Linked DNA regions of Mus musculus: region 1 is linked to region 2. Evidence: chromatin contacts called from public promoter capture Hi-C data. All regions are on one chromosome and are shown on one strand. The core of a region is the stretch at or near the end of the contact, and the rest is flanking DNA. Distances in the headings are between cores, read along the strand shown. Region 1 has its middle 27 kb from the start of Gm32020. Region 2 holds the start of Tmco5 (transmembrane and coiled-coil domains 5).

Evidence for each region. Promoter capture Hi-C pulls out the DNA fragments that hold promoters and counts their contacts.
Region 1: a promoter capture Hi-C map of hippocampal neurons shows a contact between it and region 2, with 2.4 times the contacts expected there. The contact joins the enhancer-like site here to the promoter of Tmco5 in region 2. A contact is called at or near these places in 13 of 39 promoter capture datasets (the 3T3-L1 cell line, the C10 cell line, the HPC-7 cell line and 7 more) and 3 of 9 other capture datasets (adipose tissue, liver and macrophages).

What each region holds. Positions count from the first base shown.
Region 1 is chr2:117,385,826-117,388,532 of GRCm38.p6, forward strand. No RefSeq gene overlaps it. Among named protein-coding and RNA genes, the nearest start is that of Gm32020, 27 kb to the left of the region's middle. Within about 2 kb of position 1,401, at least 29 of the 459 cell types and tissues checked have an H3K27ac peak or open chromatin away from gene starts, as enhancers often do. A contact at or near this core is called in hippocampal neurons, where this site is marked.
Region 2 is chr2:116,877,130-116,880,119 of GRCm38.p6, forward strand. It overlaps Tmco5 (transmembrane and coiled-coil domains 5), which reads left to right and starts at 1,576. Exons shown (of 12, transcript NM_026104.5): 1 at 1,576-1,638; 2 at 2,146-2,189. The coding sequence starts at 2,155. It overlaps Gm13990 (a long non-coding RNA gene), which reads right to left and starts at 1,518. Exons shown (of 4, transcript XR_374895.4): 1 at 947-1,518.

The DNA of each region.
Region 1 (2,707 bases), core at 151-2,650, 510 kb after region 2:
ACCCTGTACTTTGCTGGCTAGTTTTTGTTTCTGTTTCTTTGCACTTTGTTGCTCTTTTCTGGGGTCTCCTGTGTGATCAGTGGGTTAACCTTGAATTGTTTTCTTGATATTTTTAAGTCAAATCTCCCTATCTGTGATTTGGAGATATTCCTAGCATGGGGCAAGTATTTAGTCTGTTGATCCATGTGAAGCGCTTAGCATCAGCCCTGGGAGGCTCAACAGACCTCCTCATCCTCACTCTGTTTCTAAACCTCAAGTCTTTCAGCCCTGACTCTTTTGCCCCACCGCTGCTTATGACCCAGCCAGGCCAGGGAGGAGGGAACACATGGCTGATTGAAACTCCTCTGATTCCACATTCTGATTTGAGCTGCTATTCTTAGCCTCCTTCACACCAAATGTTTTTCCTGGTACTGCAGAGAGGCACTCGAAAGTTCAGGCTAAAGTTAGAAAGCCGAATCTGTGTCTCCAGAAGTCCACCCACTCGCCATCTCTGGAAGCAGCTCTTTGGGGCTGACACTGGGACTTCAAGGGTTATCTGCACTGTGCTGTCTTTATCAGCTTTTGCCAGAGATGCACTCCTAGCATCCAGTCTCTGCAGTGGTAGGGTCCATAACGAAGCGTGGATCAGAGTTAGTTCACCTCCTCTGCTGCCCTTAGCTCAGGGACTACCTGTGCAGACGCTTGAATGCCTTGATTTCAAACTCATTTTCTCCAAAGGAAGCAGGCAGCTTGCCATCCACATTGAAGCCTCTGGAACACTTCCCTTCACCAACTTTTGTTGCCTGCCAAATGTCAATGCCCCTGGAAGCCCGGGTTCCTTTAGAGGGTTCACGGGGAACTCTGCTTGTCCTTAGTTCTTACTTTCCTGGCCTCAAAAGGAAGTACTTCCCTGGCCTCAAAAGGAAGTAACTGTTGTCACAAGGAACACTTCCCTTCCCTTGGAGTGGGAGAAAACCAGCTATGCCTTGTCTGACTTCAGATTTCAGAATTGATCTTTCTCATCCACATGTGCACATCTGGAGCAATGACTATTGCATTCCTTGGAGAGCCCCAATTGCTAGACGCACAAGGCAGCAGAAGGGAGCAAGGGTTTTGGTCCCCTTGCTGTAACTCAGGTTCTTTTGGTGAGTGACAACGAGGCTAGTTTTGCCATTTCACTCGGGATGTGGGAGGCCCAGAAAATACCACTGCCAGGACTCAGTGCTCTGAAGGTGCCAAGCACTGTGATGAATAAAACCCTTTCTGGGCTTGTGTGTTCACGCATTGCGGAGGATGCCTGAGGGTGGAAGGAGTAAAGAGAGTGGAATAATGTTTCCTAGGCCCCAAAGCTACTGTCCAGGGAGAGAAAAGAGATTCAAACCAAACCCATGGCATATGGAAGCACTGCTTGGAAAGTTAGCCCACGCTGTTCTGGGGATGAGATCTGAGTCACACAGATACACAGGGCTGTTCTCCCAGTAGCCCTTTGTGCAGCCCCTTGGCAAAGATGTCTCTTCTGTTCTTACGTGTAAATAGCCGTAAGGGATTCCACAGCCAACCCCTGGCAAACCGGGGCGGGTGGTGGTGGTGGTAGTGGTGGTGGTGAGGGGGAATATGAACTTTAGGCAAGAGACCTCAGCCTGGAGGGTTGTTTTTTTCTTTTTCATGACTATTCCCACTGGAAAAAAGTCTGTCTGCTGAAATGCAAACCGATGTTATTTTCTGTTTCGCTTCCCACGGGTAGGAAATGAGTCCAGAGAAGCTGCCATTTGCAACTAGAGTGTGCATATGGTACTCGTCTTGGGACTACTGTGGATCCAAAGAAAGTTTTTATTCTTATTTCTGTTCAGCTACTTAGTTTTCTTGTAGCATGAATTAAGACATTGAAAAAGTGGCAATGGTGTTGATTTTAAAATGCTGTAGTCCCCGCTACATAGTGTTCAAGTCTGATTCAGGTGTACCAGTCAGAGATTTCTCTTCTCTTCTCTTCTCTTCTCTTCTCTTCTCTTCTCTTCTCTTCTCTTCTCTTCTCTTCTCTTCTCTCCTCTCCTCTCCTCTCCTCTCCTCTCCTCTCCTCTCCTCTCCTCTCCTCTCCTCTCCTCTCCTCTCCTCTCCTCTCCTCTCCCCTCCCCTCCCCTCCCCTCCCCTCCCCTCCCCTCCCCTCCCCTCCCCTCCCCTCCTATCCCTCCTCCCCTCCTATCCCTCCTCCCCTCTCCTGTCTCCCTTTCTTTCCTTGTGAGACAGGATCTCAATATGTAGCCCTGGCTTGCCTGGACCTTCCAGGTAGAGCCTCGAACACACAGAGGTCTTCCTGTGTTTGCCTCCTTAGTGCTGGAGTCAAAGGCATACATCACCATGCCCATCCCTAAAGCTTGTTTTACTGTAGAATTGAAGGCCCAGCCACATAAAGATGCAGAATCACCAGCTCCTCTGTGGGTGCACAAAGAATGAGAAGCATCATTTTATAGAACACGAACCCTGAAGAGTAGTGTGTGTGGCTCATGTGGGTGTTAGAGTGGTTGTGTAATGCTGGCTGCGTGGTAGGATCACCTGGGGACATTAGAACACAGAGAGACATGGGGCCCGTTGCTGCAGGTTCTGGATTATTGTTCTGGGTGGGTCTGTGTGTGGGAAGTTTCTTAGTGATTCTATTGGGTGTCACTGATCAGCACCACTGCCCGAGGGAGAAGCACAGCCTAGATGTGGAGCAGTGACTATGGTCATCATG
Region 2 (2,990 bases), core at 326-2,825:
AGCAGGGAGTGAGACAAGGAATGGATCTCAGCCACTCTTCCCCCAGAGAGGGCGGGCATAGAAACTTTACCGCGGAGAACAGCTGCTCAGAATGCTGAACCGGGTGTTAATCAAGCCATCTGTGGTCTGCAGGAAGAGGCTTGTATCAAAAACCTTAACCTGCCCCCAAGGCCCTGTTTCCACCTTGATTTAATGATTCTCACTGGTAGCAATCTGCTGTCTTCATCCCTGCAGGGCCCCAAGCTGGAGGCTCTGCCACTCACCCAGCTTGCTTCAGTAGCCCCTCAAGGAGAAAGGCTCCCCTGGAAGGAGACTCGGCTTTATTTTAATCCCAGTTAAAGTCCCTATCCAATCCATTAAGGGCTGCAATAACCTTGGTCCAGGGCATTTCCTGGCGAAGCTATAACCAGCTGGGGTTAATGAACTCTCCCTACCATCAATTCCTGGGAGAAGCCATTGGCCTGAATTGTTAATTACTCTTCTGTGTACAGCTTCATAAAGCAATGAAATGCCTTCTTTCAGGAGATGGTAATGGGGGTCATCAGAGGCGGTTAATTTTACGAATAGTTTGCTAGAAACTTCAGTATGTTAAGAAGTCGGTCTGGCTCACAAATCACCTCTCTGTGGTCCTGAGTAGAGGCCCGAAAGTTGACAGGTTTCTGTGACTCACATACAGAAGTTAGCAGCTGTGGAGAATTCACTGACATATACGTGTGCTCAGGTGTAAAAAAATGTATATTATTTGTTTTATGTGAATGACTTTCCATTAAAGGAGACATAATGGAGCTAATTCGAGATAATCACAGGAATTACTGTCAATATCAAAAATCTCTAGTAATTTCTTAGTCTTTGGTGGGTGATTCTTAGTCTCTGAAACTCAGACCATAGCAAGGATGTGCCCATAAGCCTCTGCAGGCAAAACTGGATCTTCATGGTATTACTCTACCTGCTGGTCTCTGCATTTATCCAGCACAGGTTCTCATGTCCATGAATGAAGCTGCTTCACAGATTGGCACGCTACTTTCGAACACGAGGAAACTCCGTGGCTCTATCTGCACCATCCGATTTAAAACTGCAAAGTCCTTCCTTGCTCCTATGTTCGCATTCTTTCTTTGGATGAAATAAAATCAACCTACACACACACACCTCACAAAGATAAGTGTTTTGGGTTGCCCTGCTCCCTCTTGAAGACACTGGTAACTTTTACTTCCCAATTCCCATGGGATGAATGGGTTGTTAGTTGGGCACATGGTGGCATCACTGTGGCCACAAGACCAAATTCCCCATCTTCATCCCACTTGGGCAAAGGAAGTGCTGTTTGCCACAGGCATAATAAGGAATACTGTTGCTTTATACTGCCTAGAAACCAGACTCCCTGAAGTATGTCCATGCTTAGGGCAGACTTAACCATAAAGTCCACACACCCACAGAAGTTCTAACACTGGAAAGATAACAGGAACCAGTTGCCAATGGCACCACGGTGACATGCTGCTTGCCCGTCCTGTGGCAGTTGTGGAGTCATAACCCTATGGAAGGTTGTGAGATTCTATTGGATGGTTCCAGTGGGAAGAGATGAGAGTCTTAAGAAGAAGCTCCTGATTAGGGCAGGATCAGAAAGCCAAAGCACATCGGTAGAAGGGAGGTAGAGTTTGTAGAGGAGGTTATAGGGCAGAGAGGGCCACAGAGTCTTTTTCTACTTGGTTTTCTGATCCCTGATTAATACTAACTTCCCACCAAGCTGGCAGTGGTTGGGGACTGGGGAACATCCAGGCTTTCCAGGGCAATGACACGCCGATATCTGTGCCCTGAGACCTTTAAGAAAGCAGCGGTCATGAAGAAAGGAGACTTAAAAAAAAACTGATCACCTCTGTCTCTTTCTAGTGTTTTGTTCAGATTTCCAAATTGCGTTAGTATGGCAAACAGCCTCTAGGTGCATTTGCTTGCAAGACAACTGCTGGACTTCTTTCCAGCAGATCTCTGCACCCTCCCTTCCTGATGCAGAGTCAGACGAACAGAAAGAGCTGGAGTGTCTGTCATGACCATCCCGGGGCTATGAAGGGAGAAAACAAGTTCATTTACTTTCTATTTGGGAGATTAATGGATCCATTGCCCCTGTTCATAACCACATCTCTGCTGACATTTCAGGGGCCTCCGATGGAAGAACAGAAGGAAAATCAGCTGGACTATGAGTAAGTAGCGGCGACTATGAAAGGCTGCAGTCTAGGTACCAAGAGGGAAGCAGGCCTGATGCTCAGACCTTCCCTCGTCTTCCGGTCACTTCTTCCTCCTTCCTTCCATTTCCAAAGCACTCCACTTCTACAGGAAGTGGTAACTACTGTAAATTCTCCCAGACAAGCTAGCTCTGCCAAGACAGGACTTTGATGCTGCCCGAAACACAATCCCTGGGTCATGCTACCCTATTCCCAGTTAACTCCAAAGACAATGAATTCTTTTACATGTTAGAAAAAGTTTAGTGCGAGCCTCCCTTGACTTAGGTGCTCCTCCTAAAGTTATCATCTCGTTCACAATTTTTTTTTCCAAAACTGATGTTTGTACTCTTGAATGATGTTCCTGAAATATAAGATGTACTCACTGAAATGGCCCTCCTATGAGAATCTCAACCATCATAATCAGAAAGTCAAAGAGAAGTGGAAGAGGGAAAGATTGAAGCCCTATTATGGGAGTAGAAGCTTCTGTCTCTGAATAAAGTCAGACTAACTCAGAAGTGATGGAGCAGGTGCCTAGATAAAAATAGTCAATAAAAGTGTATTGCATAAGCATGTTTTGAGAACAATTTAGGGAAAGGTTGCCATGGGAAACAGCTCTCTCCAGTACACGGCTATTTAAGGAAGTAAAGATTCTCTTGAAATCAGACTGTAGAGGCATCGTTATCTAGAGATGTCCCTTGATGGGTTGAGAATCACATTGTAGAGTGTGATTAAGATGTATGAGTTTTCCAAGAAATGGAGATGGAAAAGTGTGCTCCCAGG